4 separate regions of the Sus scrofa genome follow, and regions 1, 3 and 4 are each linked to region 2. Evidence: chromatin contacts called from public promoter capture Hi-C data. All regions are on one chromosome and are shown on one strand. The core of a region is the stretch at or near the end of the contact, and the rest is flanking DNA. Distances in the headings are between cores, read along the strand shown.

What was found. Promoter capture Hi-C pulls out the DNA fragments that hold promoters and counts their contacts.
Region 1: a promoter capture Hi-C map of liver shows a contact between it and region 2, with 3 times the contacts expected there. The contact joins the promoter of CTDSP1 here to the promoter of TUBA4A in region 2. A contact is called at or near these places in 1 of 5 promoter capture datasets (liver) and 2 of 2 datasets of contacts at active chromatin or transcription factors (alveolar macrophages and skeletal muscle).
Region 3: a contact with region 2 is called in a promoter capture Hi-C map of fetal liver, with 3 times the contacts expected there. The contact joins the promoter of TMBIM1 here to the promoter of TUBA4A in region 2. A contact is called at or near these places in 1 of 5 promoter capture datasets (fetal liver) and 1 of 2 datasets of contacts at active chromatin or transcription factors (alveolar macrophages).
Region 4: a contact with region 2 is called in a promoter capture Hi-C map of fetal liver, with 2.6 times the contacts expected there. The contact joins the promoter of ARPC2 here to the promoter of TUBA4A in region 2. A contact is called at or near these places in 1 of 5 promoter capture datasets (fetal liver) and 1 of 2 datasets of contacts at active chromatin or transcription factors (alveolar macrophages).

The regions. Positions count from the first base shown.
Region 1 is chr15:120,449,300-120,451,999 of Sscrofa11.1, reverse strand. CTDSP1 (carboxy-terminal domain RNA polymerase II polypeptide A small phosphatase 1) reads right to left here and starts at 1,351. Exons shown (of 6, transcript XM_021076473.1): 1 at 938-1,351. The coding sequence starts at 1,004.
Region 2 is chr15:121,292,699-121,295,398 of Sscrofa11.1, reverse strand. TUBA4A (tubulin alpha-4A chain) reads left to right here and starts at 1,351. Exons shown (of 4, transcript XM_001928335.6): 1 at 1,351-1,486. The coding sequence starts at 1,484.
Region 3 is chr15:120,363,624-120,366,323 of Sscrofa11.1, reverse strand. It overlaps TMBIM1 (protein lifeguard 3), which reads left to right and starts at 1,269. Exons shown (of 12, transcript XM_021076202.1): 1 at 1,269-1,389. All of the region lies in intron 2 of PNKD (probable hydrolase PNKD), which reads right to left.
Region 4 is chr15:120,295,772-120,298,471 of Sscrofa11.1, reverse strand. ARPC2 (actin related protein 2/3 complex subunit 2) reads right to left here and starts at 1,350. Exons shown (of 11, transcript NM_001190239.1): 1 at 1,292-1,350; 2 at 997-1,078. The coding sequence starts at 1,070.

The sequences.
Region 1 (2,700 bases), core at 102-2,601, 840 kb after region 2:
TGAGGCTGGGCCCAGAGGCAGGGAGCAGGGGCCTGGGCCAGTGTCCTGCGGTCATCTGCTGGCCCCGCCTCCTCCACCCCCGCACGGACCTCCAACCATGATCCGCCCACCCTCCAAGCGCCCCTCCACCCGGGCCCCCTGCCCCTGAGGGGTGCGAGGCCCCCCAGAGGTGGCAGGATCTTCCTAGCCTCTGAAGTCATCACCCGGACAGGGAGGAGCAGACCCCTCAGCTCAGACCCGTCAGCCCTGGGAAGCCCGGCCGAGATGGGCGGCTTCCCGGGTCGGTAGTGTGGGCATAGGCCTGGCGCCCACCGGCCTGAAGCCGGGGCACCGCGTGCACTGTCACGACGCTCGGGTCTCCCGGCGGGCGCGCTGGGGACCCTTAGAAGTGGTTACCCCTCTCTGGAGCCTCTGAGAGGCTCGGCGCCTCCACGCGGGGCGCGCAAGTTTGTGGGGAACGTGGCTGTGTGTTGGCGGGAGATGCAACCCACCCCAGTCCGCTGTCACCTCCGCGCCCCCTCCCGCCACCCGACTAGACCGCGGCCCAGAGGGGGCGGAGTCTCAGCTGGTGGCCTGAAGGCGCCCTCTTTTACCCCCCCCATCTCCCAGTCCCATTGGCGCCAACGCGGGGGTGGGGGGGGGGCGACTCTCCGGCACGGTGCACAGCCAGTCTAGGAGACCCGGAGGGCTCCCCTTCTCTACCCCTTCCTCAGTTTCCCCGACTAGAACAGACAGGAGTGCCCCAAAGGCGCCAGGCCCCGCCCCGCGCCTCAGAGCCTCCGCAAGTTCAAACACTCATCCCGCTCCCCCTCGGGTTGGAAGCTTCGGCCCCCGCCGAGGCGGGCGGCCGGGGTGGCGGTGGCGGCTGCCCGGGAAGGTCCCGGGCCCCTCCTTCCTGCGGTGCCCGGGCTGCAGCCCCCTCCGCGCGCCCCAGTACCTTTGCCCCGTAGCGGACTCCGCGCTTCCTCCTTGGTGATCTGAGTAATGACGGCCGAGCTGTCCATGGGGCCGGGCGCGCTCCGCTCCGGCCGGACTCTGGCCCGGGCGCCCGGCCTCCCCCCCGGCTCGGGCCGGAATCGGGGCGCGGGGGGGAGGGGAGGGGTGGGAGGGAGGGATCCCCGCGAGCTTCGGAGGGGAGGGGAGCCAGGTTCTAAGGGGGAGGGGGAGGGAGGGGGCGCGGAGGAAACTTTGTTACAACATGGAGTTTCCTCCCCGCGAGGCGGATGCAAACATGGAACCCGGGCGCCGTTTCAAGGCTCCCCCTTAAAAGGGCAACGGCTTCGGCGTGACCTGGACTCTGCTCGGGCTTTCAACACTTCAGGGGCCGGCGCGGCTCCGCGGGCTGGGAGGCGGGCCCGGCCGGGTTCCTGCCGCGCTCCAGGGGGCGTCGCCTCCCTTCCTGCCTCCCGCCCGCCCGCGGGGCCAAGCCTCTGCGGCTGCGTGGCAGGACCGGCAGCCGGCCCACAGTTCCCCGACTCTTGGCTGCCGGGGGCCAGGCCCCGCCCCCGCCCTGCCCTACCCTACCCTAGCCTACCCAATCGCCCACGCCCAGGAGTGCCCTAGGGCGGTGCGGCTCCTCCCCTGCACTCTCCGAGGGTCGCGGGCTGACAGCTTCTCGGTTTCCTCTTCTGGGAAATGGGAATTACACCATCTGGTCTATAAAGTGGGTCTTCTCTCCGACGGTCGTAAGGCTTATTTCGCAGGGATGTCGTGAGCGTGTAAAGGCTCTTTGCTACCTTCAGACGGCTGTGCAGATCCACACAGTTAAGCTCTTAACTGGGCTGTGACCGCGACTCACCGCAGTCTCTGGCTCCTTCCCCTAAACCCAGAGCTGTAGGGCGTGAAAATGCCAACTGCCTGCCCCGGGATTCCCTCAGCCGCCCCGCCACGTCCACTCCCCGTGCGCACTCCAGCTACCTGACTTTCCCGCCCGGAGCCAAGCGCCTCCACGCGCTTCAGGGCCTTTGTGCGTGCTGTTCCCTCTACGTGAAATGCACTTCCTCCCTCTCCGCATAGCCAAATCCCACGGACCTCGAAGAGGAAATGACACTCTCTCCAAGAGGCCTTCCTAGGTCCTCTACTCCCCAGCCGGCCACTCTGTGACTATTGAGGAAGGGGAAAATCGGACGGCGGCCCCCACGCATTGGTCAACCGTGGACTCAAGCCCTGCAGGCTCAATGCCTGACTATGGGCATCACAGTCATCAATTGTTTGGAGGACCTTGAACACACGTTCCGCCTGGGTCTGTGCAGACAGACCGGCAGGCGCGGGGCCAGCGTTTCCACGCAGATTCTTTACAAAGGAAACTCCCGTGTGGTGCGTGGTTAGGTCTGAGGGTGGTCTATCTTCTTTCTTTCTTTCTTTCTTTCTTTCTTTCTTTCTTTCTTTCTTTCTTTCTTTCTTTCTTTCTTTCTTTCTTTCTTTCTTTCTTTTTCTTTCTTTCTTTCTTTTCTTGTTTATTAAGATCCTTGCATTTGTCGTTATTACTTTTTGTTCACATTTTAAAAATACTAATATCGCCAAGCCTTGACAAACACGCCTCAGCACTTCCTTCCCCCGCGGGCCGCGGGGCGGGGCGGGGCAGGGCGGGCGCGTCCTGTCCCGTCCGGCCGCGGGGTGCGAGCGCGGCGCACGTCCTCCAGGCCCGGAGAAGGGGGGTGCGGAGGGGGCAGAGGCCCCGCGCGAGGGGCAGGACACGAG
Region 2 (2,700 bases), core at 102-2,601:
TGCCAGTTTTCTTTTTTATGAATGTCTTGTTCTCCCAACCACATGGCAAGTCTACTGGGAAAAAAGACTTTGTCATCTTTCATTGCATCCCTTGCTACACCTTGCCTAAATAAGGTGTCAGTCAGCTATTTTGTTGGTAGAAAGTTGCCGTTGTTAGTTATTTTATCCTACTATGCTGTATACTCACCAGCCCTGGCCCTAAGAAACACTGTGATAGGAGAAGCAAGTGAGTCTTTTTCAAGTGACTAGTCTTGGAGACAGGTTTCTTAAGGATGTGCCAGTAGGCATATAGGGCACTTCTGATGACTTTCCCAGTGAAAGGAGACAGCTAGGAAATGTAAGGCACACAAAGGAAAGCAGACATAGATTGAAAAGTCCATTCCTGCAAGAAACAGAAATGAAACATAAAAAGAGGGAAGAGCTTCAGTGAAGACGTCCACCTGAGCGATGAGGGTGTTGAGATGCAAGTCACAAATCCTGCCCATGGTTTAGGGACAGAAGAGGATGGTAAAATCAAAATCAACCATAATGTCAGAATCTCCATTTTCTTTTTTTCCTCCTCAGAGTCAACAAACATTGTGCTATCTCACGACAACGCGTTCTGGGCGGAATCTTGTCTCCTCTTCACCGGTGAAGATGCCAAGGACTCGGTGAGGTTAAGTCACTTGCCCAAGGTCATATAGGGCTCCAGCAGGAAAGCGGGCAGGTGGCCATGGCGAGGCCCAGCTAATAGTGACGGCTCTGATGACGGGACCTCTGACTCGCTGGCAGTCGGCTAGCACTGGCAGATTCTGGGGGTCGGCCCTCGCTGACAGATTGTGGGGTCGGCTCTGCGGAGCAGCCGGAAGGATCGGCAACCTGGGGCTCAGGCTGTGCAGCTCCGGGTCCTCAGCCGCCCACAGGCATCGGCGAAGGCCAGCGGTCCCCGCCGGGGACCATCAGGCCGCGTGCGGCTACAGAGGGATCCTGGGGGACGGGCCAAAGCCAGGCAGTCGGCCGGAGCCTCCAGGGAGGCGGGGCGGGGAGGGCACTGGCGAAGGCTGGGTGCAGCCACTTTGGAAAAACAGCCTCTACGGCACCCGGCCTAAGTCAGAACACCTGAGCGACAGACGCCCGCATGATGCAGGTGCAGGCGAGACACGCCCTGGCACCGCGCCCAGCGTCCCAACCGCGGAGCTTGGGAGCTCGGAGTGTCGGCTCAAAACTAGGAGGGAAGGGTTAAAGCCCGGGTCGCTACTCCTAACCCACGTCCGACAGGTGAGCAACGCGGGCACGCTGAGGGGAGGGGACTCGCCGGGGCCCAACCCCTCACGGCCGCCTACCCTCCGGGGGCGGGGCCTCTGGGCCGCCCAGCTATTAGTGGGCGGTCGGAGCGCGCGGGCCCGCCCCCCGCGTATAAGAGCGGTGCGGCACTGCAGCTAGCGCAGTTCTCACTGAGACCCGTCACCCGGACTCTACGTGAGACCCACCGCCCGGACTCACCATGGTGAGTGCGGCCCCGCCAGCATCGTGCCTGTCCCACAAGTGTCCCCTCTCTTTCGGGGACCCTCCCTCCCGGGATGCTCGGGGCCCTCCATTAGGAGTTCTAGGTCTTGCGGAGGTTTTTTTTCTGGGGGGGGGTGCATTCTTTCCACCCCACCCCCTCCCCGTGACTTTGGGTGGGCAGCGTTGTCCACTTTCGGAGCCTGGGGAAGGAGGTGGAGTGGGGTGGGATTCTTCACTAGCAAATAGGAGTCCTCTGGAATCTCCTTCTGCTCTGCAAGCATTTGTGCCCTAACCCTCCTGGGGGGAGTCACGAGGTCCCGCGCCCAGTCCTTTCTGCCGGCGAGGGAGACCCGTTCGGCTGCCCTCGGCTCCTAGCCTCCCACTCACTCCCTAGTCCCTGGAACTAACCCAACACGTGCTCGGGGCAAGAAAGTGGAAAGGGGTCAGATTACCTGGTCCACCATCACCTTTTCCTCCGACTACGTGAGCATCCCTCCTACCCTCATGCCTCCCACCCGTGACTCAGCACCCCTCTTCTGAGCCTAGAGGGGTGGCAAGAATGGGGTTCGGCCTCGTGAGGCGAGCCGGACTCTCTCCAACAGGAGTCCGGGTGCGCGGACGGGCAGAGACAGCTGGCGCTGAGCGAGAGCACGGGCCGGGGCCAGGTTGGGGGGAGGGGAAAGAGGTGTGTGTAGGGGGTGGTATTTATAGCCCAGGGATGGGGGCCGAAATCCAATCCTCGCTTTCCGCTGGGATGTAACTTGGAAAGAATCTTAAAGGAGTACGAATGCAGGGCCGGAGTGCAGGATGGCGCTCACCCTGTCCAGGGCCAGGCGGGTTACCTCTGAGGCCTCACCGCAGGTTCCGCTTCCTCTTCTGGGTATTTGGAAACCGTCACCCCGCCATTTCGGTGTTGAAAAGGGAGGCTGCGCCGGCCCTGCAGCTGCACCGCTTTGGTTCTTCAGAGGTTAATTTCAGACTGGCAGGGATGAGCCTAGGGCAGCGAGGGCCCCAGTGCCCACAACCCTTATTGCGGGTGCCTGCCGTTTTTTGCTCTCTGCAATTTCAGTGCCTGCTCCGCAATGGATGAAGGTGGTGAAGATACCCAGAGTGTGGGGGTGGAGGTGGGGAGAGCAGCCAGATGGGATTGATCCCAGAGCCAGATAGGATTTAAAGTGGAGGAGGGCATCCTGATGGCTCATGTGGTCAGTTGAT
Region 3 (2,700 bases), core at 20-2,519, 930 kb after region 2:
ATCTGACTAGGAACCATGAGGTTGTGGGTTTGATCCCTGGCTTCACTCAGTGGGTTAAGGATCCCGTGTTGCCATTAGCTGTGGTGTAGGTCACAGACAACAGCTCAGATCTGGCTTCAATTAGACCCCTAGACTGGGAACCTCCATATGCTGCAGGAGCAGCCCTAAAAAGGCAAAAGACAAAAAAAAAAAAAAAAAAAAAAGAAGAAAAAAGAAAAAGAGAAAGAAAGAAAGGAAAAGTGCTTACTGATGGGTTTGGAATCAGGAAATGCTCAGGTGGTCCTGGTTGTCTAGCTATGTTTTGTCAGGTCACCACCGACTGCCATTCAAAAAGAAAAAGTGTCAACAGGCTGTGAATGACATTTAGTGACAGTGTGATCTGTAGCTACCAGCCTGAGAAAAGCACCTTAAATAAAGCTGTTCATCTACTGGAAGCCTTGGCGTAATGGAAAAAAAACATGGACTTTGGAACTATGTAAACTCGGCAATGTTTCAAAACTTCCCAGAACTTACTTCCTTATCGGCAACATGGAACGACCAAGTACATCCTGCCATTAGTGGCTGGGAGGGTGGAGAAAGCTCCCAACCCAACGTTGTGCACTGAGAGAAGTTATCCACATCCCAGGATTTCTGACCCTAAATCACCTGCTTTCCTGGTTGAAGAAACTTCAGGCAGGCAATGCCATGGTTCCCAGGGCCAGAGAATCTAAGTTCCGTCCATCTCTACATTTGGACATTTGAAGTTTTTATACTTGAAAAGCACATTTGGCTTAAAAACATGAAATTGTCAACAATGTTCATCATGATTTATGTCTAATAATGAGAAAATGGGAAACAACTTAAATGTCCTTAAAAGTAGGAAACCGATTTTATAAATGGGCATAACTATGTGATAGAATACTTTGAGGCGTTAAAACTATGCTTCTGAAGAATACTTAGTGACAAGAAAAATGTTCATGATAAAATGTGAAATAAAAGATAAGCAACAAAGATTGTGCAATAGGACCCCACTCCAGAAAAACAAGTGATACACAGAGCTATATAAGCAAAGAAACACTAAAATGCAAGCGCTTGCCGCTGGCATTCAGGAGGAGTGGAACAAAATCAACTATACTTTAAGAAAATGCATTTTTGTGTTTTGAATTTCCAACAAGGATCATATGCTGCCTTAAAATGCGAAACCTCTAAAGTTCTTGCGGGGAGGAGCACGACCCGGGAGGACGCAGGCGGGACCCGGGGCGGACCCCAGCGCCCCCTGGCGGCACCCCGAGGCCACGCCCCAGGGGCCGGCGCGTCGGGGCGGGGCGCGGAGACCCAGCCCAGCCCAGGCCTGCGCGGGTGGTGCCGGACTCGCGACGCCGGGAGGTCGGGAACGCACAGTCGAGAGCGGTAGGCAAGCCAGGGGGCTCGGGACCGGCGGGAATGGGGCACCGCGGGCCGGCGGGGAGCGGGCCGGGGCTGAGGCGGCCCTGGGACGGGGCCCCAAACTTTCTCGGAGTGCGTGGAGGGCGGGAGTGGGGCTCTGTCGCCCTCACCTTTGGCGTTTCGATTTCCCTGTGCGTCCCGGGCGGGCGAGTGACGCCTGCTTAGCTTGGGGAGCCGAGCTGCGGGTTGTGCGCACAGGTGATCGTGGCCGGGGTCTGAGGGTGTCCTGTCCCCCGCTTCTTGGCGCGTGTCTATCGCAGGGCGTGGCCACCGCGCCAGCCCCAGGGTGGCCAGCTGTGCGCGGGATAAAGGCTCTCTGGGCCCTGGGCTGGTGAGAGGGGGAGGGGAGGCCGCCCAGGGCCCCTGCCCCGGCCTCTGCTTGGCTCTGCCCGCCCCCGGTGCCAGCTGTGGTGTCCACTGGTGACCGAGTATTTGAGTGCGTGGGGAACCGGGTGGAAGTGAAAGCCGTGAGCAGCCCACATCCTTGGCGTGAGGAAGACGCCACCTCTGTCAGGACGACTTTGCCTCAGCCGGCCCACTTCTAACCTCCGCCCCCAAGCTGGGTTCACAAAGTACTATCTTCCTCGTGGCCTCTTTGGGTTGGAGCAAAACAAACAGGAAAAGAGAGGGGAAAACGGTGGAGCCAGGGGACAGTGGCAGGAAAAGTAGAGGAGGGCTGCTGGGAAGCTGGGCCCCAATCTTGTGGGTTCTGCACCAGCTTCTGTTCTCTGGGGCACCATCCCCTCTCCGGCCAGGGTGGCCTCTGTGTGGTATCCAGGGATTGGAGTTCCTCCTGAGAAACCTGGACATGGGATGGGGAGGGATGGGTAGCCTGGGAACCAGGGTCAGAGCCAGATGTCATGGAAGGTCCCTGGGGTGTCCAGTTCTCGGGGCTCTGAAATATTCATCTCACTGGTGAGCTTTGGTTTCAGTGCTGGCGCCTTTGGCTTGGCCAGTGGTGGCAGGAGAGCCAGGCCCTTCCTTGAGGCTAATATGTCTGAGGCAAGGGGGCAGCCATACTTCCTCCTCACCTGCCTGCTCTCTTGGTCTCTCCAACCATGAGGACCCAGAGACCCGGTTTATAACTTAGAAAGAAGTAGTGGGACCACACAGGGTCAAGGGCCCTGACTTCCTGCCTTCTTGTGCTATGACCTCAGGGCCTCACCTGTAAAAACAGCACGTCAGAGAGGTAATGACAGGGGTGCACCTTAAGTCTGGAGAGAACCTCATATCCTGAGCTGGGTAATAGCCACCTTAGCTCAGCCTCTGCCCATG
Region 4 (2,700 bases), core at 101-2,600, 1.0 Mb after region 2:
GGCCATCCAAAATTAGGAGCTAAAACCAATTCCTTGGTTCATGTTTTAAATATTGTATCAGACAAGCGAACAACTTGGGGGGAGGTCGTCTTTCTACTGGTTCTGCGTTTGACAGAGACGGCTGCCTTAGAAACATCTCCTAAAGCCCATTTTTAAAAGGGCCAATGGTTAAAAACAGGTTTATCTAAGAACGTTACAGGCTCTGAAGGCATTTCAGTGTGTTATCTGGGCCAGAATTACTACAGAAGAAATCACAGGCCAGGGGTATGATACAAGAACTTAAAAAGATAAACAACCAGATAGAGGATACTGGGTGGAGAAAGGAGAATAGAACCTCAGAGGAGTGATAAGGAAGGGGTGTGGATGGGGGGGGTATTAACTTTGCTTGCGAAATGTGACAAAATAGGCAGTGTCTGTTACAGAAGGGTTCGGTGAAGGAAAACTAGAGAGATCGGGTTTTCCGGCTGCAAGACTGGGCCTGCCTTCAGCTTTCCCTCTGGCTCCTTTAGACGAGGAGGTGGGGGTGGGGAGCGAGAAGGCTGGTGGTGATCTGCGCCTCTTCTGGGTACATCTTCTTCACTCTTCCAGTCCTGGGAATCCCTGAAAACTCCTTCCAACCCAATCCCCAATGGGCTCTCTCCGGGTTCTGAACAATGACGGGAGAATACGGTGGGAAGCGGTCCCCTGCTCGCTCCAGAGGGCAATGGGATCCTCCAGCGAGAGTTCCGGTCCAAGCTACCCTCACGTCCCACAGGTCTCTTTGGCACGCGCACTCCTGTCCACTCACTGCTTCCGCATCCTTCCTCTGAGCCTCTCCCCACGCATCTCTGCCCCTCACCCCGCCGCGCCCAACCACCTCCCATGTCTACCCCGCCGGGGCAGTCCCTGCACCCGGCCAGGTCTCCCACCTCCCTACTCCACGTATGACGGTCTGAACGATTGGCAGGGGTCAACTTTGCCTCCCCCGCCACCCACCGGCCCTAGGCGCGCGCTCACCCGGCGGCCGCGTTCTCGAACTTGAGCGCGAGCGTCTCCTCGATGATGCGGTTGTTCACCTCCAGCAGGATCATGGCGGCGGCTGCCCCGGACAGGGGAAGGAGAAACAAGGGCGGGTGAGGGTGGGTAAGGGAGGAAAGGACGGAGGGAGCGGCCCTGCTGCCCCCTGAGGAGGGGGGCTGGGTGGGGAAGGTTAGGGGAGAAGGGGAAAGGGACCAGGGTGGGGGAAAGGGGAAGACGCGCGTGCTAGCCCGCGCACGCACTGACTGTGGAGACACCCACCCACCCGACCGACCTGGCCCCCGAAGCCTGAACCCGCCTGCCGAGCCGCCGCCGCCGCCGCCGCCGCCGCCGCTGCCGCCTCACCGACAAGCTCGGTCCCCGCCCAGCCCCCGGCTCCAGCCGGCCACTTCCGCTCTCACACCCACTTCCGCTCGCCGCCCGGACGCGCGGCCCCGAGGCCCCGCGGCGCCATTTCCGCTCCGACCCCTCGTGCGCGCGCACGCAGGCGCACCAGGTGAAGGGGCGGAGGCCGCGCGTGCGCACGCGCGATGCCGCGACTCTCCACTTTCCCACAGCCCCGCCCTCGGCCCGCTGTTGAAAGTGTGTCTCCCGGCTAGCTGTCATTCCTCGAGGCCTGCCTCGCGGTCCAGCGCTTGCATCCTGCACTCCCGAAGAGTTTACTTCTACGCACGAGGTCCTGTTATTTCTGACAAGAAGCTCACTGTTTTCATTTCCTAGTCGGCGTCTTTACTCTCACTTTGTGGTCGGTGTGATCCTTCCTCATGCCACACTAATGGCTGTCCAGTGGCACCATCGTGCCTTAATTTGCTCAGCAAATGTTAAGTGGGCTCCTGTTCTGTGCTGGGGATACAGTGACGCCTGAAACAGATGAGGTTCCGCCCTCGTGGAGCTTATAGTCTGGCAAAGGAAACAGACAACAAACTTTCAGATATGTAACTACAAATCGGTTAAAAGAGCAAAGAAGGAAAGGAATGAGACGTCACCAAAGTGAATAAGCCTCCCTGGGTTCCTCTCTTGTCTCCCTTTCTGTGCCTGGAGATGCCTCTAGGTGCCCCAAACGTGATTTTTTTCTGCCTTACCTCCCAGCACCTCTGCCAGAGACATAATTTTTTACTCATCTGTGTGAGGAAAATGAACTCATTTTTGTGTTGCGTCTGCCTGTGTGCCTGGTTTTGTACTTTTCCTTCTCCAGGGAGAATCTAACAAATTTAGCTGAGCTCTTTTTAGGAGTATTGATTTATTTTCTGCTAAGTGTTCTTAAGAAAGTATCAGGGAGGCAAAAATTGACAAAAACTAGCTCTTGTCATCAGGCCCAGACAGCTCTTCAAAATGAATTTATTTACTGGACATGGATAAACTTCAAGACATTGCAAATACCCCCAAATTATTTGCTAACTCTCTTTTTTTCTGTTTAGGGGTGCTCCTGCTTTCTTTTCCAATTCAGAAGACTCAAGTCATATTTTCCATCCACTTAGTAGAGACCTTCTATAGAGCTTCCTTTCTGCTTTCCTTCATTCCTCTTTTTCTTCTTCTTTTTTCTTTCTTTCTTTCTTTTTTTTCTTGATTTTTAGGGCCACACCTGCTGCTTATGGAGGTTCCCAGGCTAGGGGTCCAATCGGAGCTACAGCCGCCCTCCTACGCCATGGGCATAGCAACTCAGGATTCAAGAGCAGTGTCTGT